4 separate regions of the Mus musculus genome follow, and regions 1, 2 and 4 are each linked to region 3. Evidence: chromatin contacts called from public Hi-C and HiChIP or PLAC-seq data. All regions are on one chromosome and are shown on one strand. Each heading gives the region's core, a stretch centred on a gene start, on an enhancer-like site or on the middle of the called end of the contact. The rest is flanking DNA. Distances are from core to core; before and after follow the strand shown.

Region 1 (6,587 bases), core at 1,944-4,443, 350 kb before region 3:
GACAAATGGTGTCAGTCCCTCTCATCCATGATACACATATTGTTATATGCATGTATTAGGTGAAGAAATGTGCATAAATGCCAGGCCTGTGAGATAGGAAGGAGCCTTTACAGCGTAAGACAGAGAGAATAGGGGGTATGATGTGACAGTGATAAAATAAAAGGGTATAGTGTGATAGTGATAAAGTAGAAGGGTAAGATGTGACAGTGATAGAATAGAAGGGTATGAAATGACAGTGATAGAGTAGAAGGGTATGATATGACAGTGGAGGGGGGGGACATGGAGGCAAAAGGTACAGCAGGGAAGGCGGTCATAGAGCTGAGTGGGGGCAATGGGAAAAGCAACCAACATGATACATGAAATATTATAAAGAAACATTTTACTCTGTGAACTAGGGTATAAAAATTAAGTGGCGCATGATGTCACCAAAGTATAATCCCAGCACTCAAAAGTCTGAGGCAGAAGGACTGCCATAAGTTCAAAGCCATCCTAGGCTATAGCAAATATCAACTAAGATATGTGTTTGTGTGTGTGGATAGATAGATAGATAGATAGATAGATAGATAGATAGATAGATAGATAGATAGATAGATAATATAGATTTGAAAAGTGTTAAGTAAATTTTATATTATTTGAAATGAAATTGTTGGCACAAATTAACAATATTGAGTACATAAAGAAGAACATTAAGCTACAGTCAATGTCTATAAGGCTATAAAAGAAATCTGTGAATAGCTTTATGGTAATAAATCTTAGAACTCGGAACACAGGCTGCACAGATGGCTCAGCAGTTAAGGGCAGTTGCTGCTCTTGCAGAGGCCCCAGGTTTGGCTCACTACAGTCTACATAATGCCAGGATCAGTGGATCAGATGACATCTTCTGTTCTTCAAGGTCTTTCGCTTTGCATGCAGGCAAAGCATGCCTACTCACAAACTAAAAATTAATTTATTAAAAAAAAAGAGTAAATCTGAAAACACCTAAGTAGATCATCTTAATAATAATCAAAACTGAATCAAGAAAAAAGGGAAATCAAATTAATTATTAATCACTCCTAATAATTAATTGCCAGTTCAGGACATGGTAACTCATATCCAGAATCCCGTTGCCTGAGAGATGCAGGTAGGAGGATCAGGAGCTCAAAGACAACCTGAGTTATGTACTAGGTTCAAGGTCACTGTAGGACACATGCGACCTTGTATCAGAAAGAGGGGTTGAGGGAGGAAGACAGGCAGAGAGAGAGAGAAACAGAGACAGAGAGAAGCAGAGAGACAGAGACAGAGAGAAGCAGAGAGAGAGAAAGAGACAGAGACACAGAGACGGAGAGACAAAGAGAGAGAAGAGAGAGAGACAGAGAGAACATGAGGGTGTCAAAAATCTGACGCATGTGCTCTGCATAGGTGATCTAAGTGGTTTTACCTTTTTTTGGCGTGGGGGCTTGATTTGGTTTTGATTTTGAACCACACGGTTTTTCTGTGTAAGCCTTGGCTGCCCTGGAACTTTCTCTATAGACCAAACTCATAGAGATCCACCCGCCTTGCTTCCCAAGTGCTGGAATTAAAGGTGTGCACCACTACCACCTGGCATTTTTACCAATTTTTTTAAAAGAACATATAATCTTTATGTCTTATAAATAGCTCAAGAAAAAATATACATATATATGTATATATTTTTATTATATATAAATGAGATAAGCTATCCAACTTATTAATTTAAAACAATTTAAACTAGATACAAAATAATAAGACTTTTTTTTGAGACAAGATTTCACTACATGGCTATGTGGCCTTGGATTTTTTGTAACCTACTTTGTAGACCAGACTGGCCCCAAACTTAGAGATCCTTCAGCCTCTGCCTCCAACGTGCTGGGACTAAAGGTGTCCATGCCCAGCCAAAGGAAATTTTAAAACAATTTCACTTGCAGAAAATCATAAATAAAATATCAGCAAATGATAGGCTACAGAATCAGATATTAAATATCTATGTATGTGTACACATGTTGATACATTTAAAAATACTAACTCATTTTATTTATTATATTATATCAAAAAGGAAATGTGCTCATTTCAAATAATCTGCATAGAAGGCATTTAAAAACATATAAAATAAGTCATTTATACAATTTGCTAGAAAGCATTAAGAATGTAAGGAAGTCTTTAATTTAATAGAGACAATCAAGAAATAGAAGAAAAAGAAAAAGAAAACAACAAAACAAAAAAATAGAGACAATCTACTAACCCATTGACCCACCTTTGTACTTACTGGATCTTTAAAAGAACCCATTGAAGCAGGGTGGTGGGCTACTCACACCTTTAGTCCCAGCACTCGGGAGGCAGAGGCAGGAAGATCACTTAGAGACCAGCCTGATCTACAGAGTGAGTTCTAGCACAACCAGAGCTACACAGAGAAAATGTGTCTCCAAAAATCCAAAGCCAACAACCAAAAAGAAAGAAAGAAAAAAGTGAATACAAGACAGCACAAGACGCCTCCACACCACTGTAGGATGTTATACTTGTGGCTCTACTAAGTTAATACGACAAGGAAGAAACACAGACATCTCAAGGAATACAAGAGGCAAATTATTGTTGGTTTCTGACTACATAGAAATTCACAGAAATATCCAGACTAATAAAGAGATCAGGTAGTATAATGAATAAAAGAATAAAAAATTCTAAACTAGTAATATTTCTATTACCCAGAAAATTAGAAAATACAATGGCAAATAGGATGTTACTGAAAATATGGACGAGATATAAAGGAAATAATGACTATGAAAGTTACATATGACATCTGTAATAGAAATTGCTGTTGGAGATTGGTTTTAATTGTTTGATTCAATCGGGAATCTGTGTCTAAACGCTGACAACCGTCCTTGTCCTCATTTGGTTTTTGATCGGATCAATAAAAATGCCAGGGCTCAACGGCTGGACGAAGGGAAATGGGGCGGGGCCCTTAGAGTTGCGCAGGCTAGGACACAGTGGGTAGGAGTCAGAAGATCGATCGCCCTGATGTGGTGGGAGATGGATTAGAGCTGCAGCCACTCCCCCAATTGAATCTGGGGTAGCACAGGAAGGTTTAGAAATGTCCAGCCTTTGAGATAGCCAAGGCATTTTAAAATTAACGTGTGTGGGTGGGTAGGTGGGTGTGCCGGGGTGTGTCGAGTGTGTGTGAATTCCATTCCTGAATCCAGATCGCTCCTGGGCGACTGCGCATGTGTGATCCGGCAGGCGCCAAAGCAGTGTAGCCCAAACTCACCGCTACAAATCGCTAGTTATCATTCACCTAAATAAAAAGAGATAGGAAAGAGCCAGAGAGATGGCTCAGCTCATAAAGGAGCTTAGCCTGACAGTCCAACCTCTATTTCCGGAACCCTGTAAAGGGAGAAAGAAAGACCCAACTCTACAAGTTACCTTCCAAGCAGCACATTTGTGCTATGACACACAGGACCCCCCAACGCATGCTCGGGACACACACACACACACACACACACACACACACACACACACACAATGGTAAGAATGATAATGAAGATTGTGGTGATAAATCTTTTTTAAGGATATGGGAAGTCTCAAGATCTAATCTTGTTAAGATGTCAGTATAAACCAGGTCTGGAGTGCGAGCCTATAATCCCATCCACCAAGGAGATTTTAAGGCAGGAAGATTACAAATTTTAAGACCTGCATGGGCTACATACAGGCTAAGCTGGGAAACTTAGTGAGACCTGGTCTCAAAATAAACAAAAAGGGCCACGGACAAAACTCAGCTGTAGCTTGTGTGGCGTCTGGGTTCAACTCCCAGAGATGCAGAAAAGTCATCTGTATAAATTAAATGTAGTTATAGTAAAACTCTCAGCAGAAATTTCTGTGTCTGTGTGCACGCAAGTAGACAAAAATTGATTTATATAAGCTAAAAAACAAAGCGGCCAATAAATCCTTTAAATCCATAATAGTAACAGCAATTGTTTTGTACTTTCTGGTATGTCCCGGGCTGTTCTCTTTCTATTGTGTATTATCTCCTCAATAATACTTCGGGTGGAGCTGTTATTTTTATCTTAAGTATGGGAGACAGAGGAAAAAAAAAAAAACTAAGGTTACTCAACTATGAAAACGGAAATACTGATGGGGAAAACTGAACTCAGCTGGGAGATGGCAGTACACACCTTTAGTCCCAGCCCTTGGGAAGCAGAGGCAGGCTGTGAGTTCAAGGCCAGCCTGGTCTACAGAGTGAGTTCCAGGACAGCCAGGGCTACACAGAGGAACCCTGTCTCGAAAAACTAAACAAAACAAAACAAAAAAGATAAAACACGGATAATTGTAGGGTCACAGCTCCCACTAGAGAGCCCAGGCAAAATGTCCAAAGGGTCGCATCCCACCTCTGAGACCAGAAAGAAATCTTTTATTTCTTAAATATAATCAAGATCTCAAATATCAGTCTAATCAGGATAATTCAGGAGGCCCTTGACCATCATATTGCTTTTTCTTCTTCTTCTTCTTCTTCTTCTTCTTCTTCTTCTTCTTCTTCTTCTTCTTCTTCTTCTACTTCTACTTTTTTTTTTTTTTGAGATTCATCTATTTATTGCTTTATGGTGTATGTGTGTGAATATGTGTGTGTGAGCACCAGCACCCACGGAGGCCTGAGGAGGGTGTCAGATCCCTTGGGGCCTGAGTTACAAGTGGTTGTGAGCCACCTATCGTGAGTGCTTCGAACCAAACTCAGGTCCTCTGCAAGAACAGTATTCAGTCTTAGCCCTGGCTGTCCTGGAACTCACAGAGATCTACCTGCCTCTGCCTCCCAAGTGCTGGGATTAAAGGCTTGTGTCACAGCACTTGACCAAAATGTATGTTCAATGAGGTCACCATTATTAGAATCATTACTCTTCCAGAAATCTCTCCCTGAGGAATGGGGGATGTTGGGGGGAGGGAGCCTTATTATGAAATCTGACAAGGTTTTTCAGGGGGTAGAGGCAATGACGACACAGCAGATGTTTTTGAGGACATTTAGGTAGGTACCATAAAGGGAAAGAATAAAGTGACCTCCAGTTCCTGCCTCCCCGAGACAGAGGGCAGTGCTATGGGATTTGAACTTAAGATTCACACCAAATATCCCCCAATGTGCATTAAATTAGCCAACTTTGCCAATGCATGAGGTCACCCATGGAGCCAGGTTTTCATTGTCATGTTTACACAGAACTAAGCATCAACACACAACCAGGTTTTCTACCTATCCCACTGGCATGGCGGCAAAGAGCAGCACACACCCCGGCAGACAGCTCCAATCTGCCTGGCCTGCTTCAAAATGCCAGCCCTGCACCCCAGCTACTCCAGTCCCATGGGTTCCAGGAACTCCAGTCAGGCTGGAGAGCTCCCAGAGATTTCTGGGTACATCTTATGGGGTAAAGTTGTTTCACAATTGTAAGTGTGGAACAATTCTCAACAACTTCCTAGGAAAAGGGTCAGTGGGGGAAAATAAAAAAAAGGATTTGGAAGGTGGAGGCATTTTATAAGCAATCAAAATATTTGACTCTACTAAAGCAAGGAAACTTTTCTAAAATAATATTGATAATAATAATATTGTTCAGGAATAGTAGAGATTGAAGTGTGTAGACTCTCATCGCTGACCTAAATTTGAGATTTGCCTCCCACACTTAGCACCTGTACAGCCCTGGGCAAGTTCCCCTCTAATCCTGGTTTCTGAATCCCACAATGAAAATAATAATAGTTCTTACCTCAAAGACTTTTAAAACGAAATACTCCATGTGAGTGTTTAATACTTGGTGAATGTTAGCTATCATTACTGTCAAAAGCTGAGGAACCTGGGCCAACAGGAAGAAAAGCAAGAGCAACTATAATCCCCGAGACCGTTTCAAAGCATAGCATTTCAATTGTCACGGGTGTATTTTCAGAGTGAAAGGATAGTGCTTTCTAATTCATAACTTGCTATTTAAATTCACCCCTGCTCTCTGAGCATCTCCCGTATAATTCAGTATCCTGTACAGGGTAGCATTTAAAGGCCACGTACCATTCCTCTGGGTGAGTTTACTTTGAACAACCCTTTCCTTCTTGCCTTTTGATGGAGGTCACAGACCTTATCTATTTCTAACCCATTTGACACAGCCAGAAGGTGACTGACTCTCTCCTGGCTGTGTGGAGATGTGACTCCACCTCACTATCCAACCTGTTCAATCCTGAGGTCAGGGGCCTTCTGTGGTCTTCTGATATCTCCAGCTTCCTGTGTAGCCCACGCTAAGCTCACCTTTGCTGCTGGATGCGTGGCGGACTACTCTATTTAACTAGATCCATCCATGATGGGCGCAGAAGGGAACATTGCCAGGTAGGCAGGGTTTTCCAAACAGTATAAAGTTGGCTTCCAGGGCTTTAAACTCACGATTAGAAACGATTAGAAACTCTCCGTAACAGGAAGAGACTGGAGATTCTTATCAGGGTGCATTGTTTGTTTAGGGAATGAGGGCAAACAAGTTCAACACTTGAGGGCTTGCATTCAAATCAAGGATATCCCAACACTTTATGATGTTACAAGACCACTGACAAAACCTTAACTGACTGATACAAACATGGGACTGTCAAACTGG
Region 2 (6,154 bases), core at 1,665-4,164, 310 kb after region 3:
TTGCTGAGCCATGAAGGAGTTCTGCTTACTGGATTACACCTCATTGTTTGTTGAGGGTGTTTTCTTCTAAAAATCAGGACCACAGCCTAGGAGTGACCCACTCACAGTGGGCTGGGTCCTCCCACAGTGATCACTAATTAAGAAAACGCCCTCCAGGCTTGTTTAAAGCCCCATCTTTAAACAAGCATTTTCTCAGATGAGGCTCCTCCTTCTCAGATGACTCTAACTTGTGTCACGTTGATATAAAGCCCAGTCCAGATCCCCCACTTGCCCCACAGCCTGAAGTGAAAAAAACAAGGCTTCTGGTCAAAACCCAGCTTCATTAGGAGAGCTGGTCTCTGCAGACAGTGTGGCCGCTGTCTTGACAGACCCTTCATTCGGCCCCACAACACAAAGGGAATTTCTCTCTGTATAGGTTTGAGGGTGAGGCAGCACATCCCATATCATGTAACCTAGCCTATGTGCTAGTAGTCTCAGAGAAAGGCACTATAGAAGAGTAACGTTGGAGCTGGAGGGGTTGTGCAGTGGTTAAGAGCACTGGCTTTTCTCTACGAGAATACTTAGTTCAATTCCCAGCACCTACACGGTGGCAACTCAGAGTCATCTGTCTACCCAGGGGCTCCAATGGCTCCTTCGGGTTTTGTAAAGACTAAAGTTACAGGGCTCCAACAGTCACCAGCAGTTGTTGCTCTTGCAGGGAACCCTTCATTGAGCAGCTCTCATTGTGAGAATTTGATACTTTGATAACCACCGGTAATCTCAGTCGCCAAAGATCCAATGCCCTCCTATTCTGACGTATCATGGTATTTATACATACACAGTACACATAGACACCTACACAAATAAAAATACATCTTCAAATAGAGAAAACTTATAATTCAAGTTTGTCTTGGGCTTGCAGCTCCAAGAGGGAAACTTGGCCCTAGCACAGTTGGGTTGCCAGGTTTCTGTGAGAGCCATCAGGGTGGAGGGGCTTGACTTCTGGGGGGGGGGGAGAAAGCAGCTAGTGGGTCTGTAAGGATGGTGGGGAGAGCTCTGTAAAGTCACCCAAGTGACTTTATAAGTGACTGGCCTCTGTAGTTCTGAAGAGCGAGCCGGCAGGTAAGTCTCCTCAGGCCTGCGGGGGGAGATAAGACATGTTTCTTTACCTCTCTTTGTGATTTGTCTCCTCAGCGGCCTCCCAAGGCAGACTCAGGTGGGCCGTGCTTGTAGCTGTTGGGGTTCAAAATGAAGTATCCTAAGATATAGCACCTGTGGGCATTTCTGAGTACAATCACCTATCTCTTAACAGTAGGAATGTATCCTGAGAATGTACTGTCAGGCTGTCTGATCTGAGTGCATCTCATATCCCAGGTGTCCTGCCCCATGCCTAAAGAGAAAGGCTGTCATATATGGACGCAGAATAACAGGCATGCCAGATCCCTCAGTCTACAGCGGAGCATGGAGGGACATACTTGTATAGTCCCAGCACTGGGGGTAGGGTGGGGTGGGGTTGGGCAGAGGATCGGTCAAGACCATCCTCAGCAAAGGTTTTGTTTTGTTTTGTTTTGTTTTGTTTGTTGTTGTTTTTAAACAGATCTTGCCTGAGTTTATTTGTAAAAGCAGCATAGGACACTGGTCATTTGCAAATAGTGTGTGGGTAGGTGTGTCACAGCAGTCCATCTGTCTTCACACTGGCAGAAGCCTTTTCTCTGGGGCCTTCACAGGGGCCTGGGCACCTTTGGGGGCCTGGGCTGGAGCTGAAGCCTGGGTCTTAGCTGGAGCGTTGGCCTGTGCCTTGGTTTGAACCTTGGGCTTTGGTTGGCAGCGCTTACGACCCTTGGCCATGTAGCTTCGAATCTGCTTCCCAAGCTTGGGGTGAGCGATGAAAGCCCTGGCGATGGCTGAGTTTGCGGCTGGGGCCCTTTGGCATCTTGGGCTTGATGGCCTGAGGCTTCACGAGGGCCTTGTTGGCCTCTGCGCGCGCACTCACTGCCTTTGCATTGTTGGCCTGCATCTTCTCCAGGCCTTTCTGTTGTGCTTCTTGGCAATGCGCATGTTCCTCAGGAACTTGGGGTCAACCCCCTCAAGAGATTCGTATCTTTGCGACCGGGGTTTCTTGATGTCATTTCTGTGCCAGTTGCGGGACTGGTTGTGTGTGCCGTGGTTCTTAGACTTGGCCACGTCTGCACGGTAACCCGCGGCTCCCGCAGCGCCTGAGACCGGAAGACCTCAGCAAAGTTTTAAGTTGGAGGTTTCCATGGTTACACAGAGACACATAGCCTCAAGAAACAAGCAGGCAGTTCCAAACCAAACCAACCTGACCAACCAACTCACCCACTCTTTCCCAGGCTTTCAGTGTTGTTGTTGTTTGTTTTTCATACTGTTTAGAACATTCACTTTTTTAAAAATTAGATTCTTCCTTCCTTCCTGTTTGTTTGTTTGTTTCTAGACAGGGTTTCTCTGTGTAGCCCTGGCTGTCCTGGAACTCACTCTGTAGACCAGGCTGTCCTCAAACTCAGAAATCCGCCTGCCTCTGCCTCCCGAGTGCTGGGATTAAAGGCGTGCGCCACCACTGCCCAGTTTATTTACATTTCACATATCATCCCCTTTCTTGGTTTCCCCCTCCAAAAACTCCCTATCCCTTACCCCCTGCTCACCAACCCACCCACTCCCGCTTCCTGGCCCTGGCATTCCCCTACACTGGGGCATCGAGCCTTCACAGGACCAAGGACCAGGCTTGCATCCTTACTGCTCCTGAATTACCTAAGGCTAGTGATATGAGTTTACGATGTTTGCCTCTTGTTGTCTAGCCGAGACTTTGGAAAAGCACCATGTGGCTCGAAACCCGCCTCATTTACTGGCTTCCTTCCTCACAACCACTCTTGGTCTGCAAGAGCCCTAGCCAGGTTAAGCAGGCTGCAGCTGCAAGGCTCCGTGCAGCCACCAGGGGTCAGCCTTCGCCAGGCCGTGAACCCAGAGACTCGGTTCGTCTAAAGCTCCACTTGGCTCTTTCAGTTTGGGCTCCTGGGACCCCATCCTACTGAAATAGCCAGCACCCCTATATTTTCCTGGTCCCAGAGAGAAATGTGAGATCAAACTCGGGGTATAGAAGTAAGGCTGTCAAATAAACCTCAGGGACACAGTTACATCTGAATTCTCTATCTCCCCTCACTTCTGTTATACACACATGCATACAAAATAAAATAAAAAATACATATTTGTTTAGGTTGTTTGTTTTTGTTTTGTTTTTAAGACAGGTTCTCACTATGTAGCCTTGGCTGACGTAGAGCCCATTCTATAGGCCAGGCTGACTTTAAAGTCACAGAGGTCTGTCTGCCTCTGCCTCCCAAGGGCTGGGGTTAAAGGTGTATACAATCATACCTAGCTACAATAAACTAAAAACAAATAGCAATGTTTATAACCTACAATTTCAAACTTCTGGCCTCCAAACCCTCAAGTTGCGGCCTTCAGTCTGAGTAAATCTCATCAAGTCCTCACTGAGATAACCATCATAGGTCATGCTTTTCTCTCTGGCCTCCAGCTGCTCATGAGGCCTAGGCAGGTCTGACGGGCCTCGTCAGTGGGAACAAGCTGAATGCTGTGTTCAGTATTGCCTTGTGTCGGTTTTGAAACAGCCCCCGAGAAGCCGCTTTTGTCCTGACTTCTCGTGTGAGCCCACAGGTGACTGAAGGCAGGACGCCATCTCTGCGTGTGTCTCCATCCCCTTTACTTTCGCAGAGGACACTGAAGTTGCTCCGAAACCTGCAGTCATCCTGGCTCCCAGGAGAAGTAGAAGCTCAGTGCGCAGACCCCTCCTCCAGAGGACGCGGGGGTAGCCATCACCCGAGAACTGACCTGTCCCCTCAGATAAGACCTTCTGACCACTTTTGCAGAACTCAGACTGAAAGGGTGGCAGGCAGGGCCACACCTCGATCAAGACTCCTGACCTTGGTAGATCCATTTTTTGTGAGTTTGAAGCCAGACTGATCTAGATAGCAGATTCTAGGCCAGCCAGGTCTGCGCACTGCTGCACCTTGACCCTTGCCAGAATCCATCCTCTGTTTAAACCTAAATGATTTGCTGGTAGGGGCATTTACCATCAGCCAGATGACCCACATGGTGGAAGGAGGTGATTCCTCCAAGTTGTCCTCTGACATCCCTTCATACACATTCACTCTTTGTGTGTATGTTGTATATGGATGTGTGGGTCACTGTTCTTTTTCTTGGGCTGTTTCTTTGTCTCCTAATGTGGCCACATTGAAAAAAAGTCTCGCATGGTGGTACACTCTTGATCCTACCACTTGAGAGGTAGAGGCAGGTTGATATTTTGTAACTTTGAAGACAGCTTGATCTAGATAGTGAATTCTAGGCCAACCAGAGCTACATAGTAACACTCTGCAGAGAGAGAGAGAGAGAGAGAGAGAGAGAGAGAGAGAGAGAGAAACGAAAGGAAAACAAAGACGATAAACCTCTTTTGTCTGTTTTCTCTACCATGTTCCTTTAATTGATATGATGGATGGAGGATCCATCCTAGCCTTCTGGGGCTGCCAGAGCCCAAGCTCCTGAAGCTCCAATCGCAAACTGTAAAAAATGTACTCATCAGTAAGTTTTCGCTAGATTTACAGAACCTAATATATATCTAATGGTCTTCAATAAGACCAGAAAATGGGCTGAGCGTGTTGGAGTGTTGTTCTTTAATTAGAAGTAGAATAATGTTTAACTCGAAGGGAAATAAATGATGTGTTTGTTTAAGGAACTAGAGTGGCTTGGGCAACAAAGGTCAGCTGTCCTCTCAGGATATTCTTGTGGAAAAGAAAAGATGTATACTGTGGAGGGTGTAGACTCCACACAGCAACTCTCCTTTCTGTCTGCTTCCAGGTTCCCCCTTTCTCTCCCAATAAAAGCTCTCTCTGTCTCTGGGTCCCCCAACATAGTTTTGTAAGTGATAGCACTGTGTGGTAGTTTGAATAAGAATAACCCTTGTAGGTTCATGTGTTGATCAATTCAGTCGGTAACACTTAGTCACCAGGGAGGGTTACTATTTGAAAGGATTAGAAGGGTTAGTAGGTGTGGCCTTGTTGGAGGAAGTATGTCACTGGAGTTGGTTTTTTTGTTTTGTTTTGTTTTGTTTTTTTTTTTTGTTTTTTGTTTTGAGGTTTCAAAAACCCAAGCCAGCCCTGGTCTCTCTCTCTCTCTCTGCCTTCACATCAGGATGTGGCTCAGTATACTGCTTCCACACCTGCCTGCATCATGCCACAATGATAATGGACTGAACCTCTGAAACTGTAAGCCGGCTCTAATTAAATGTTGTCCTTATAAGAATTGCTGTGGTCGGGGCTGGAGAGATGGCTCAGTAGTTAAGAGCACTGACTACTCTTCTGGAGGTCCTGAGTTCAAATCCCAGCAACCATATGGTAGCTCACAACCATCTGTAATGAAATCGGATGCCCTCTTCTGGTGTGTCTGAAAACAGCTACAGTGTACTTACATATAATAAATAAATAAAAATTAAAAAAAAAAAGAAAGGCCGGGCGTGGTGGCGCACGCCTTTAATCCCAGCATTTGGGAGGCAGAGGCAGGTGAATTTCTGAGTTCAAGGCCAGCCTGGTCTACAGAGTACTAGGACAGCCAGGGCTACACAGAGAAACCCTGTCTCGGAAAAAAAAAAAAAAAAAAAAAAAGAATTGCTGTGGTCATGGTGTCTCTTCACAGCAGTAGAATACCTACGAAGAGACTCCATCTTTGGTTTGTTGGTTTTCAAATAAATCTGTCTCCTTGCTCTAACGACTTATCCCTTCCAGGAACAATTTCCAGGTCTCAGCAACTGCTAGCTCAGATCAGGCAAGTTTAATAAACTAGAGACACTTCGTTATTGCTCTGGGAAAGTAGAGCTTATTGATTATCTCCAGGAGTGTACAGCTCAATTCCGGGTCCTTGAGAGCAGACAACAAAGCATCAAAAAGTAGGCGTTGAAATGCAGATCTGGCATCCCAATACTAGGAAGGCAGGGGAATCGCTGGTCAGCTTAGGTTACATGAAACCCCGTGAAAAACAAACAAACAAACAAACAAGCCTCTTTTTCTCTACTTGAAAATTTCATAGTTTCTTTTGTTCTTCCTATTAATGACTAATGTTTAGACTAAAGGTGGACCGACCCCAAGTCCATTTCCAC
Region 3 (6,666 bases), core at 3,799-6,298:
CTGTAATGCTGCTCTAGTACATGAATCATAATGTAAATATCTGTGTTTTCCAATAGTCTCAGGTCACCCCTGTGAAAGGGGAGGTAGTTCAATACGTACCTCATCCCCACACACAAATCAGGGTCATGACCCACACGTTGAGAGCTGCTGAATTAGAAAGTTTTTTATGATCTGTTCCTGCTCCATCTATAGGACTCTGGCCACAGTAGATTCATCGGGATTCTTCAGACACCGCCTGGCTTTTACATATGAATAGTGTCAACAAACCGCTTCCTTTGCCTGATACATCCCTTACTGTGACTCCTACATGAATTCCTCTGGCTTTGAGGGGAGGGACAAACTCTGTGCTGGAGACAGACTGAAGGGAAGTTAGTTGGATCTTCCTCAGTTGCATGTCCGGTCAGCCTGCTCTGCAACAAAGAGCCCTGGACTAAGAGTGGGGAGACTAGACAGTGTCTCTGGCTCTAGATTTTACTTCTATAATGTTATGATGGTCCTTATTTGATCAATGGCTGTTGCCACTAGTGAGGCTGTTTGGAGGAGCCAGTGAGAGAGAAAGGAAGAGAAATAGGGAACATTCGTCTAATTGTTCCATTCACTGGGGCCTAGCATCCCACTGCAAACATGGCAGGAAGGAGGCCATATTCACCCATTCTATATACATCACCAAACACTGTAGAACACACCAATTCACAACAAAGACTCTACATGCACACAGAGAAAAACTCGGAGGCCTGTCCCACCCAGACCAGCCTCAGAAACGTGGACGCTCTGCGAGACGCCGTTCACCCGGCTCCCATGCTCCACACCTTCCAGCCTCATCAGCAACCACAGCTGTTTTGTTTTGTTTATTTTTTTTTCTAACTCATATTTCCAAAACTCAAGTGGAAAGCATCCCCATTGTGCCTGATCTCTGGCTGAGCAGGGACAGTGCCCAGATTGCTCCCAAGAGGATCCTGGCATGTTCAGAAGGAAGAATCTTTGAAAGCTGGATGCTGGGCAAACCGAAAGAGCCAAGAAGCTTTCTCCCTTCAGTGGACATTTGGGCCATTTTATTCATTTGTTTCACAATAAATATGCATAATTTTAGTAAGCAAAGGAGCTAATTGGTTTTTTTTTTTAAGTTAAAAAACATACATATTAGGATAAACAGAGACACTCAGCCCTTGTGAGTGACTGCCTTTGCAGTGGGCCTGAGTTCCATTCCCAGCACCCACCTTAGGGGACCCACAGCAAGCTCTGGGGGATCTGAAACCACCAACCACCAGCCTCTACCAGCACCATCACCCATGCACATACCCACACATAGATACAGATGATACATAACTTTAAATAAAACCAAACCTTTCATTAAAAAAAAAAATACATGTGATTGGGAGACGGAACCTGGTAACAGAACACCTGCCTACTATGTAAAAGGTTTCTTGTCCATCAACCATGATGGATGGATGGGTGGGTGGAGGGATGGATGGATGGATGGATGGGTGGATGGATGGAGGGATGTGTGAGTGAATGGATTTAAGATACAAACATCTAGAGTTCTATTTCAGTATTCACTCTCTCTCTGTCTCCCTCTGTTTTTCTTTTTCTTTTCTTTTTTTTTTATTTTTATTTTTTGAGACAGGGTTTCTCTGTGCAGTCCTGGCTGTCCTGAAACTCACTTTGTAGACCAGGCTGGCCTCGAACTCAGAAATCTGCCTGCCTCTGCCTTCCAAGTGATGGGATTAAAGGGGTGCGCCACTACTGCCTGGCTCTCTCTGTTTTTCAAGACATGGTTTCTTGTGTATCCCTGGCCTCCTGGAACTTGCTCTGGAGACCAGGCTGGTCTCTTCTATCTTCAGGATGCTGGGATTAGAGGCGTGTGCTTCCACCACCCGGCTTGGCAAACAGAAAGAACGCGCTGAGAAAGGAAGGGCAACTGGTTTTCATTCTAACTCAGACAGTGGCTCTGTCTTTTCTGCATTGGCGGAGGTTCAACCTCACTCTCTTATTTAATTGGCTAGTCTGAAGAGAATTGGTGCACCAGAAATGAAGGGAGGCAAACCCTCCTGCTCCAAGGAGGGTCACTCCTCCAGGCCATCAAATTCCTAAAACAGAGCAGCAGCAGCAGCGGGCCTTTGTGTAAACAAAGGTTTTATTGGAAAGAGAGAATTAAGGTAGCTAGGCAGTGGTGGTACACACCTTTAATCCCAGCACTTGGGAGGCAGAGGCAGGCGGATTTCTGAGTTCGAGGCCAGCCTGGTCTACAAAGTGAGTTCCAGGACAGCCAGGACTACACAGAGAAACCCTGTCTCCAAAAACAAACGAACAAAAACAAAAAACAAAAAACAAAAAAAAAAAAAAAAAAAAAAGAAAAGAAAAGAAAAGTAGCTAATACAGAGATGCGTGTTAATTTTTTCTTTGTACAGCTACAGAATGGAACATGGGAAAGGTGACCCTACCCTGACCACCCATGAGATAAACTGCTCACTCCTCGGGTTCTGGTGCTTTCTTTGTGCAATATCCATCTTCCCAAGGCTTCAAGAACACAGGGTGTTCTTCAAACACACAATGTGATCTCATGGTGGGTCATGTTAATCCTGCTGGTTGAGGAGAGTACTGCCGCTGCTGCATCCTGAGGTATTTCCTGTCCCGTACCTTCAGCACATCGGTGCAGCTGAGTCAAACAAACTCCGCAGAGCTTGTTAATCGCCCATTACCAGCAGCGGCCGGCTTTTCCGGAAGTGTCTGTCCTTGGGCGAGGGAGGGGCTACAGATGAGAGGCTTTTTAGTTTCGGGGGTCTCTTAGGCACAGTGATTAAAACTTAGACCATAACTTTGGCTCTCAAAGTCACTCGTATGTCTGCTTTTCCCATGCTGAGTCACAGGCTCCACCCTGCTCTGAGGTCACCCTGGCTGACACCTATGTGAGCTATCTTCAAAATACTTGGCCCACTTCTGTCACTACAGTTTTACAAACCTCCGGTAGGAATTTCCGGGATTGTGTTACTGGTCTAGATTTTGAAGTAGCTTTCAGAGTATGTTGTTTACATTGTCTCTTAACATCCAACAACTCTGTCAGAAGAAATTTTGAAGGAAAAAAAAATCCAAAGATTCTTGGAAACTTCAAAGTCTGGTGGTGAAAAATAAAAAACTAGAAAGCAAACTAACAGGCTGGTGAGATGGCTCAGCGGGTAAGAGCACTGACTGCTCTTCCAAAGGTCCCGAGTTCAAATCCTAGCAACCACATGGTGGCTCACAACCATCCATAATGAGATCTGATGCCCTCTTCTGGGGTGTCTGAAGACAGCTACAGTGTACTTACATATAACAATAAATAAAATCTTTAAAAAACAAACAACAGCCAGTCCCAGCACTCGGGAGGCAGTGGCAGGTGGATTTCTGAGTTCGAGGCCAGCCTGGTCTACAAAGTGAGTTCCAGGACAGCCAGGGCTATGTAGGTTCTCGAAAAAACCAAAAAAAAAAAAAAAAAAGAAAGAAAAAAAAAGAAAGAAAGCAAACTAACTTTTCAATAGGGCACAGGACAGTGTATGTGTGTGGTGGGTAGCATTTGTGTACCTGTCTGTAAGATTGAAGAGATACAAAGTGACCCCCGGGAAAGTGATCTCTACCGTAGAGACCTCCCACCCACTCATTGCAAACTAAGGGTCTTTCTTTTTGTTAGGTTAGTTTGTTTGTTTTTTGTTGTTGTTGTTTTTGTTGTTGTTTTTGGAACACTTACCAGCGCAACACTGGGTATAGGAAGGGTGTAAGGAGGCCCAGTTACCCTGCCAGGACTAGGGAACACTAAGGAGAACTCTGGTACCTGAGCTCAGGCTGCAGAGAAGTGGATGCTGCCCTGCTCTGGTTATGACACAGCTGACCCGCACACAGACTGGCTGGGAACACTGGAGAGATCTGATTGGAACCAACCACCCTGCTAGGGGAAACCTACTGGGATTGCCTACAGCAAGAACACTGCCCTTCCTCCTGCTGCCTGGAGTCTCCCTCTAGTGCCCAGATTGGCAGTTTTTCAGTTAACAGCTTAATAATTAGCTCACCAAACACTCGTGCAATCACACACTAATATGATCTGTCCTGTTCGCTGGGATACCTCAGTGCTTAGTTTCCTGGTATAAAACACAAACGGAAAACATTTGTTGATGAAGGTGGAGCTTACACTAGCTGTTTTCCAGTCTGCATTCAAAGGCAAGAAGAGTCCAAAATAACCTCGGTTGTCCTGCCAAAATTTAAGCTCATTCCTGGCTCTATTTATATTTCTCCCAGTTGGCTCTTGGCGGGGCTGTAGGAGGCAGCATAGATAGCCTAGGGCTTCGGAGAAAAATGCAGGTCCAGTGTAAAATCCCAGCCCCTCTAAGAGTTGAGATTCTCGGGCAAATTACTCAGTACCAAAGGCTTGCTTCCCTCATCTGCAAAATGCAGGTGATGATGCTGTGGGGCTTAAATAAGGCAGTCCTGCGGGGGCATGTGTTCCTCAAGGGCTCCCGCCCCACACCCCAGAGGGGTGGGCCCGTGAGTAGCTTGCCCGGATTTCCTGATCGCTGACCATGGTCCAAGCGGGAGGGCCATGGATTCGCCCATGGCTTCTAGGCAGGCCAAAGATTGTAGCACCTCAGTAGGCTAGGCATGGCACCAGGCAGACAGCTAGAGCCCAAGCTCGGCAGCCCAGGACGGCCCTAAGAATTGCGAGGGAGTTTCCTAACAACCCTATTTCAAATTTCCTAATAGTGGAGTTTCAAAGCCAGCTACCTCCTGCCCAGCACAAACGAGGGTGTGGTTGTGTTCACATTCACACTGAAACAAAAGAAAACTAGCAGAGCACCCCCACCCCCCACCCCTACCCCCTGGGCCTCGCTCAGCTCCGGACATTTTCCCAGGCACCCGGTGCAGCCGAGCTACGGGCACGCCCTACGGCCGCTGCACTTTCCAGAGCCAGGGTGCAGCCTCCCCCAAGGTCGGATCCCAAGGGGCTCCAAGGACCCGGCCCCCGGGTGAGCTGGCCGGTTTGCCTTGCCGAGCTAAGTCCGACCCGCAGTTGCAGCCAGATACTGGCCCAAGGCCTGTGGCTGGGCTCAAAATCGTCCTCTCCCGGGCTGGAATCCTGGGAATGTCGCTGCGGGGAAGCATCTGGCTGGCCTCCGGGCGGCAGGAGGGGGTCAAACCTTTTTCGGGTGATTTTGCACAAAATTCTCCCTACACCAAGGGCTGCGGTCCTGGGAAGTGGAAGCCCAAGGAATGACAAGAGAGCTGCTCGCTCCTTCTCCAGGTCGCCTTCGTCATGTCTAACTCCCGATACGCTGCCGGCGAAGCAGACAAAATGCCTTTTCCCCGTTCCGAAGACCCCTTCTTTGTGTCTATGGAAGTTCCTTCCTCGGTTGCGAACCATCTATGCCACCCGAGCGGGTCTTTCCAGCTGGATTGTCGCCACCTCGTGGCTACCTTGGTCCTTCGTCCCCCTAAGCCCTTTGCTCTCTTTGGTCTCAAGCCTATTTTTCTTTTCTTTCTACAACCAGCTATGGACTGAAACTTTATAATCCTGTTCTCTGGGCTTAGGATGTGAGCTGGGATACCTCTGTCCCCTTCTTTCTGTTACACCGCTCGCCTTCTTAAAGAGAAACGAAGCAGGTGCTAGTTGGAGGGCAGGAGTCACCGGGTTGGCAAGCCTGTGGGGGCTCGGTGTGAGGCGCCAGTCCTCTCTCTACCAATTTCCCATGAGACAAACTGATGATTAAGAAGACAAACGCACTCTGTCTTGTTCCTACTGGTTAGTGATGCTATTACACTCGATGAGTATTATTAAAGGACCCCTGTCATTAGAGACTCCCTGTTATTATTGTTATTATTATTTAGCATTTATAATGTATTCCTTATTTTCAAAACACACTATTATCTCCCTGGACTTTCCAAACACAACTGAGCGGCAGGCAGGTGACAACTTCATAAAATAGGGAAACTGAGGCACTGTAATTAGTACAGAGTTATTGGATTAATGAGTCAACAGTAGTCATTTCTCCCCAGAAGATTACTGCCTTACTCTGAACTCATGGATTCCAGTAAATGGTGATCCTGGTTTGGGAAGCTAGTTTCTCACACTCACTTTTATGACCCACTTGTAATCACGTTAGAAACCCAGTCAGGGAAGTCTTCGCACTTATGAGTCATTACTTCAAACTCATTACTGGGCACCTGGGCCACCTTAATTGTATTTTATTTTACAAGTCGAATTATTGTGATTATTGTTACTTAGTATAATAAGTATTTATTGTATTCTGCTAAAATGTATATAATGAATCTCTGTTTTTAAAAAGTAGTAACATTAGTAAGATGGATATATTTTGATCTAGAGAACAAATAGCTCTCTTTCTTTCTTTCTTTCTTTCTTTCTTTCTTTCTTTCTTTCTTTTTCTTTCTTTCTTTGTTTGGATTTTCGGGACAGGGTTTCTCTGTGTAGCCCAGGCTGTCCTGGAACTCATTCTGTAGACCAGGCTGGCCTCAAACTCAGAAATCCATCTGCCTCTGCCTTCCAAGTGCTGGGATTAAAGGCGTGTGCCACCACCACCGGGCAACAAATAGTTTTCAAGATAATCACTCTTATTGTTTGTTACCACAGGCATTCAGGAAAAATTAACTATATTATATATGTGTAGATATTTGGTTGTTTCAAGA
Region 4 (6,886 bases), core at 3,247-5,746, 380 kb after region 3:
GTCAGGGGATGCTCTAGGGAGGCAGGCCTCAGAGTCCTTATGCACGCTGACTATAAACAGTTACCTCTCTGCTCCCCCTTCCCGAGGACTGGGAATCCCCTCCATAAGTTTTCAGGGGCACACTTGTGAAGGGTTAAAAGATAGGGCACATGGGGCTGGAGAGATGGCTCAGTGGTTAGGAGCAACTTAATTTCCCAGCACCCACATGGCAGCTCACAACAGTCAACAGTCTCTAATTTCAGTTCCAGGGAATCTGACATCCTTTGCCTCCACTGGCACTGCACACACACACACTCACATGCACATGTGTGTGTGTGTATGAGTGCATGTACACATGTGTGCACACATGCTTTTGTGTGTGTGTAGTGGTAGTTGATTAATCAGCTCTACTTGTCCAGTGGTGGAGGTGCAACTTCCTTGCTACTGCCCCAATGTTGTGGATTCTCAAATGAAAGACACACACACACACACACACACACACACACACGTACACATTCACACACAGCCTTATGTTTACTATGCCTTAAACAACTCAATGGCTGGGCACTTCCAAACTTCCCTGAAGCTAACACACTCTCCCCTCCGATATTCCTGAATTATCACTTACTGAAATTAAACTTATATTCCATCTTGGCCACCCCAGACCCAGGCCTGCAGCCCCACTGAGCCACGATCTCCAACTCTTACATGTTGGCTGTCTCTCTTCTGCTTCTCACACTTGATCTTTCTGCTTCCCAGCATGATGGTTCTGCCTTTCTTTCTCTCTCCTGCATCTCTCCTAAAAGTCTCTCCTCTGTCTCTCTGCCAGGCTGTTGGCTGCTGGTAACTTTATTTACCAATCAAAGCCAACTGGGGGCGGGGACCTTCTGCATCTTACAGGCAGACGTGTGAATCCCCACGTAATTTTAAGAACCCAATTAACATAATACAAGCAATAAGCCAAAACATATACAAGCAATAGCTCAAATTCTGTGAGCTATGTATATATATGTATGTATGTATGTATGTATATATGCATATGTATGTATATGTCTATATATGTATGTGTCTATATATGTATATATGTGTATATATATATGTGTGTGTGTGTGTGTGTGTATGTGTGTGTGTGTGTGTACACACACAGACACTTGTACATAAGATAAGTAAATAAACTTCAAGAAGTAAGGCATTGGAAGACAGTCTGTGGTAGCCAGTCCTCTTAGTGTCTGGTGTCCATGTCTAGGGTAGTCGCATCAGTGTCTCTGCCTGTTAGGACTTTGCTGCCTCACCCTGAGCTGCGCTCCTAATTTCTGAGCTGCAAGCTGTATATTTAACTGAAGTGATTCTGTGAGCTACCCCACAAATACCACCAGATTCTTTTCCTGCTTAAACCTGCTGTAAGCAAGACTGTGATCAAGAAACACAGGATGAAGCATGTAACACGTGTCAAGAAACTGTTAGCTGCTGGCACCTGAGATTCCAGGTTGAAAAGTCTCAGAGACATACCCCACCCCATCCAACCGTGGCAGACAGTGATGGTCCTTGGACTTTTGGGTGTGTGCAGCCCACAAGTAATCTTAGAATGGAAGGTGTTTCCTCAGTGGTGACACCACACACACACATACACACACACACACACACACACACACACACCCTCTGCTCCACACCCCAGCAGAAGATAGACAGCTTGGAAGGAACAGCAGTAGGAAGGGTGTTGTGGGGTCACTCCACTTCCTGGCCATTGCTATTACTGATAAATAAAATGTGGTAGCTTTGTAGACTCCCAGAAAGCCCCAGAACACATTTTTCTATCTCTTCTCAAATCTAGGAGAGGCAACAATGAGGATTAATGTGCCACTGTCTGACAGAGGTTGAATGGTTGGCCAAGGTCTCTCAGGGCAGGGCAGAGTGAACTGGAGAAAGAGCAGAGGCCTGCAGCCTTTGGTTTTGGGCCACCCTGAGCAGCCTTTGTGCAGGCCAGACATGGAGGCAGCCCTTTCATGGACACACCTTTAATAGAAGCATAACAACCATATGAGTGCTCCTGCCAAGGTGAATGAAAGTCACATCCCCACCTGCACGGCACCCACGTCTTAAAACGGCCTTTGTGGGATGCCATTCAGTCCAGGGCCAGAGGGCCTTGGAGGTCCGTGGCATCTGGAGATGAGCCTAACAATGCTATTTCTAGTGCACCCTGTAGACATATTTCCATGCCAGTGTGGCAGGTGTGCATTCAAAGTTACCCTCGGCTGCCTCATTGGCAGTAATCCAAAACAGCCTGTGTGTCTTGGAATTGGGCAATGCTCACAGGTCAATGGAGCCTCTGCTGGAGCAGGCCCTCTACCACTGAAGCAGAAGGACCCCCCAAACACAGACTACAAACCCCGGCAGGCTGCCTTCCAATTATGTGTGTGTGCATGAGTGCATGTGTGTCTCTGAGAACACGAAGGCTGCAGACGGCTGAGATACCATCACAGCAGTGGCTTCAAGGGAGGTCTGAGTACTTGGGAGACCACGTGGGAGGAGAAATTTCCATAAAACATCCTTTGTTCCTTCTGAATGAGGCTGTAATCCCTAGTCAAAAAATGCCTACAATAGTCCTGAAGGTTTCTTTTTGTTTTTGCATTTGATTTACCTTAGGTACTGGGAACAAAATATAAGCTGTCAAGCATACAGAGCCTGCACCCTACCCAGCCTGTTGATGTACTGAGCCAAAAGGAGTAGATTTTAGAAGGTCAGGTTTCAGCCACTGGTGAGGACAGTTGGGGACTGGAGGCTTTCAGTCTGTTTCAGCTGCTGTAGGTGGTTGCTTTGTATCCAGACAAGAAGACCAAGAGGGAGAGGGGCTGGGGTACAGCTCAGCTGGACAGCATTTGCTTTATAAGCAGGAGACTGTGGGTTCAATTCCCACCATCCTAAAAAACAAACACATGGACACTATACAGAGGGAGGGTCCCTGCCAGGGGTCAGGAGCTTTCATGGTCTCTATTCCCAGGTGGGCCTGAATCACCCGTGAGGCACGCAGCTGATCACCATGCTGCTACAAAGGCAGAAGGGTCCAAGGGGAGCCCTGCTGTTCGAGCTATGCAGGTTCTTATCCCCCATGGCATAGCAGAGCTAGACGGGGTGGCTGACCCTCAGCTGGCAGATCGTCAGAAGATGACCCTTTCACAGGGTCACACATCAGATACCCTGCATGTCAGATCATGATCACAGTAGTGGCAAAATTACAGTTATGAAGTAGTAATGAAAATAACTTTATGGTTGGAGGCACTGCAACGTGAGGAACTGTGTTAAAGGGTTGCAGCATTAGGAAGGCTGAGAACCACTGCTCGAGGCAATGACCAGTCTGGATTCCTGCCGTGAGGGTTAGGGCTACATTTACAGGCAGTGTCCTGCCCTCCCAAGCTTGGCTTTAAATATATGCACACATTAGTTATGGGTCAAGAGGTAAAGCCACCTAATAAGCAGCTTATTGTCAGCTCCTCCCCCCAAAACTCAGGACAAATGGCTAACAGCGGTGTCTATTTAACAACCCAGGCTTCCAGGCGCTCTCTGTTCTCACCAAGCTCCTGTTAGAGTCCTGGTATCTCTGCATTTCTCACCACCCCAACCCCATCCTCCATTCCCTACCCCTACTCTCTGCCCTAAACTCTCCCCTCCCCTCCCCTCCCCTCCCCTCCCCTCCCCTCCCCTCCCCTTCCCTAAACTACCCTTCCTCTAGCTTCTCCTTTCTACATAAACCTGCCATTTAGGCCGTGCTTTCTTGGTTCTTCCGCTCTTGGCCATCTTTGCTCTCTTGGGTCTTCTCTTGGTCCTTCTTCCTCATATCTACCATAAGAACCTCTCTACAACAATACCTAGAATGGTCATGCCCTTTCTCATTTACTTATCAGACCCTTTCTCCCACAAAAAAAAAAGAGCTGCAGGTGACATGACAGGCCTCTGCCATGGGTTAGTTTCTGGCTTCCCAAAGGCTATGGCACCAGGAACCTCAGGATGTGATCTTATTTAGAATCAAGGACTCTGTCGATGTAATTAAATAAGACTGTTGTGATGAACACACAACACAGATTAGGTTGTGCCCTAAATCTACGCGAATGTCCCCAGAAGGGACAGGAAAGACACAGTCACAGGAAGGAAAAGCTGCCTGAGGATGGAGAGTTGGCGCCCCCTGTCTGCAAGCCAGGGGGCGTCAGAGAGCGCCGGAGCCAGTGGGAGTTAAGACCCAGGCCGCACAGCTCAGAGCCTCCCTCAGAGCTTCTAGAAAGAATGCGCCCCGAGAACACACCATTGTGGATCTCCCAGAAGTGAAGCGTCAGCGGAAGAGAGAACCTGGGTTCTGAAGACTACACAGGAACTTCTCGAGTTAATTAAAGGCTAGGCCTGCTGCTGTGTGACCCGCGAGAAGGAAGCTAGAGTGGTTTCTTTGCTTGAAGGAAAGTGTCCAGGGCCAGCCAGGCCACACTCCAGGTCCCGGGGGAGCAAGGGCATTGTCTACAGTTGCTGTGTCTCTAATGGGGAAGGTGTGTCTGTCCTGTCGCTAGGAAACAGGCAGCCAGGCCTGCAGGCTCTCAGCCTGGAGCGAAGGCAGATGGTGACAAGATTAAATAGTGCCTTTCATTTCAACATAGGAAATGTTTTCAATTCTCCTTTCTTCACGTCTCTAAAAAAAGGCAAGTGGCGGAAGCGCCCTACTGGAAATTTATTAACAAAAGCCCAGGCAGGCCCCAAAAAAGCAGACTTTTTCTTTTCAAGTATTTCCCCCAGGCAACCGGCAGTCGCGTCGAGGGTGGACGCCCTTGTTTTACACCAGGACTGCCATCCAGCTCCTGAGCTTTGAGTTCTCTCCATCATCTGGGAGGCGCTCCTCCCACCATTCCACAGATGAGATGGACAGGAACAAGTCCCCTCATCCTCGGGGATTCAGACACTACATATGTCACAGATAGTACATATGTTGTGGTTTTTTAAAAAAAATACATACCTATGATAAAGTTTAATGTTTAAGTTAGGCACAGGAAGGTGTAATGTCAGCACCCTGAACGCAAAGCAAAGAGGGTTACCCTGAGTTCCAGGACATCCTGGACTACATAGTGAGTCCTAGGTAGTGAGCCTGGGCTACATAGCAAGACCCTCTCTCAAGAATCAAACACTAAATATATAAACAATAATGAATTCAACACAGATTGATCAGGAACTAGGGTCACTGTAACAATACTGTTGAGTGCAGACCGCACCTGCCCCGCATGATTCTCCCATGGTCTTCGGGCTGTGCCTCGCCCTGAGAGAGTTCATTTTGGAGAAGGTTGGCTCTACCTTGGCGGGCATGTGGCATCACCAGTGTTGAAGGACAGACTGATGGAGGTTTTATCCCTGAGTGTGGAAAGGGTGTCACCCTGTACACTTGTCAAGGTGAACTGGGATTGTAGGAGCATGTGAGTGTGTTAAAATCGCACTCTGGACACACCGGGCTCAGGGATGTCCTGAGGCAGAGCTCCTTTATCTGAAGAGGAATTCTGTCTTACAATACCCCTCCCCCCAACTCACAGTCTGTTAGGTGACCATCCTCTGTGTATCAGGGGACAAAATAGTAGAGAACTCTCCACTGTACCAGGGACTTCCAGTTCAGCTCAGTCCCCACTGTTGCCTGTCTCCTCTGCAGCCAGACTCAGCTCCGAAGCTCCGCCTCTAACCGTGAGTCAGCAGCAGCCAGCCCTACAGTAGCACCCTCCAGCCCTGGTGACCTGCTCTGTCCCCAGGGTCCTGCTCTACCCCAGGTGACCAGCTCTATCTACTCACCTTGCACCTTGCCTCTCCATTGATTTCAGCTTCCCAGTTTTGGTTTCTCAAAACTCTTCACTCCGACTTCTTACAGGAATTCCATAAACATATGTCTGGCTGTCTCTGGAAATATGTTCCCTCTCCTACACCCAGCCACCCCCGCCCTCCACTGTATGTGATGTATGATCTAAGGGTTACTGTTAGTGATAAGAGAAGAATAAAAGAATGTGTGTCGGACCACAAGGGCAAGGACAGTGTGACTACCTGACAGATTGCTGCCAATGAAGCTACTGGATCTTCTGACAACAAATAGAAAGATAAATAGCACTCATGTGTCTGACAGAGCGCGCCCACGATAAATATACTGTAAACAGGGTGCTAGGTGAATGTAATCTCTCTTCATGGTCTCTCAAAATAGCTCATTGTATTATACTTGCCCTCTCTGTTCTTCTGATCATCCCTTGGCCTGGTGAGGCCACGCTGTGTGTACCTGGCCTGGTGTGCCCACACTGTGTGCACTACCCACCCACTTTCCTTTAGCCACCACGTATCAGATCAACCGTTATCATAGTTCAGAGCTTGTGATCACAGGCCATGCTAGCGCCCCAGCTCTCCGCCTCCTCTTCCCTAAACTCCTCCAGCTCACGGGCTTCTCTCCCTAGCTCCTCACCCTCCTTATGACCTGGCTAGGCTCTCTCTGCCTCCCTCCTCCCCACTTCCCCACTCTCCCTCTCTCTCTGTTCCTCCCTCTCTGTGTGCATGCTTCTCTCCTGGCCAGGTCCATCCTGCTGGCCATGTTCAGTCTACTACTTCTTCTCTGCATTCTTCCAGATGCCGCTGGATGCTCCCTCCCTTATGTCTACAATAAAAACCATCCCCTTAACCATACCATGGAAGGGTCATGCCATCCGTTTACACTGGGTAGTTCAACATCAACCATTAACAACCCTGATGTTTGGTGAGGGCACCAACCAGGTTTTTGCTGGAGAGCTGGTGGAAGTAGGTGAAGGAGCCCTTTGTAATGTTGCCAATCCTATCCAAGAGGGGACAGCCTCCCAAAGGTGCACCTTCTAACATCTCACACTGGGGACTAGGTTTCAACATGAGAATTTGTGTGGAG

Evidence for each region. Hi-C and Micro-C count contacts between places; a contact is called where the count stands out from the background. HiChIP or PLAC-seq counts read pairs in DNA pulled down with a chosen protein or histone mark.
Region 1: an H3K27ac HiChIP or PLAC-seq map of trophoblast stem cells shows a contact between it and region 3, with 2.8 times the contacts expected there. The contact joins two enhancer-like sites. A contact is called at or near these places in 9 of 39 promoter capture datasets (the 3T3-L1 cell line, 3T3-L1-derived adipocytes, the C10 cell line and 4 more), 2 of 15 datasets of contacts at CTCF or cohesin (the NIH/3T3 cell line and large pre-B cells), 11 of 484 Hi-C or Micro-C datasets (the N1E-115 cell line, Sertoli cells, cardiomyocytes and 2 more), 28 of 115 datasets of contacts at active chromatin or transcription factors (the NIH/3T3 cell line, astrocytes, bone marrow-derived dendritic cells and 16 more) and 1 of 9 other capture datasets (liver).
Region 2: a contact with region 3 is called in an H3K27ac HiChIP or PLAC-seq map of regulatory T cells, with 18 times the contacts expected there. The contact joins two enhancer-like sites. A contact is called at or near these places in 3 of 115 datasets of contacts at active chromatin or transcription factors (embryonic stem cells, pancreatic cancer cells and regulatory T cells).
Region 4: a contact with region 3 is called in a Hi-C map of embryonic stem cells, with 2.4 times the contacts expected there. The contact joins two enhancer-like sites. A contact is called at or near these places in 1 of 15 datasets of contacts at CTCF or cohesin (pro-B cells), 6 of 484 Hi-C or Micro-C datasets (B cells, the N1E-115 cell line, brown adipocytes and 2 more), 1 of 115 datasets of contacts at active chromatin or transcription factors (pancreatic cancer cells) and 1 of 9 other capture datasets (embryonic stem cells).

The regions. Positions count from the first base shown.
Region 1 is chr17:88,600,502-88,607,088 of GRCm38.p6, reverse strand. It overlaps a transcript of Ston1 not described here. Among named protein-coding and RNA genes, the nearest start is that of Gm31704, 22 kb to the left of the region's middle. Within about 2 kb of position 3,193, at least 7 of the 459 cell types and tissues checked have an H3K27ac peak or open chromatin away from gene starts, as enhancers often do. A contact at or near this core is called in liver and trophoblast stem cells, where this site is marked.
Region 2 is chr17:87,945,936-87,952,089 of GRCm38.p6, reverse strand. No RefSeq gene overlaps it. Among named protein-coding and RNA genes, the nearest start is that of Msh6, 26 kb to the left of the region's middle. Within about 2 kb of position 2,914, at least 27 of the 459 cell types and tissues checked have an H3K27ac peak or open chromatin away from gene starts, as enhancers often do. A contact at or near this core is called in pancreatic cancer cells and regulatory T cells, where this site is marked.
Region 3 is chr17:88,254,648-88,261,313 of GRCm38.p6, reverse strand. All of the region lies in intron 3 of Gm31615 (a long non-coding RNA gene), which reads left to right. Among named protein-coding and RNA genes, the nearest start is that of 1700116H05Rik, 50 kb to the left of the region's middle. Within about 2 kb of position 5,048, at least 289 of the 459 cell types and tissues checked have an H3K27ac peak or open chromatin away from gene starts, as enhancers often do. A contact at or near this core is called in the N1E-115 cell line, embryonic stem cells, liver and 3 more, where this site is marked.
Region 4 is chr17:87,875,276-87,882,161 of GRCm38.p6, reverse strand. No RefSeq gene overlaps it. Among named protein-coding and RNA genes, the nearest start is that of Gm41649, 77 kb to the right of the region's middle. Within about 2 kb of position 4,496, at least 97 of the 459 cell types and tissues checked have an H3K27ac peak or open chromatin away from gene starts, as enhancers often do. A contact at or near this core is called in the N1E-115 cell line, embryonic stem cells and pancreatic cancer cells, where this site is marked.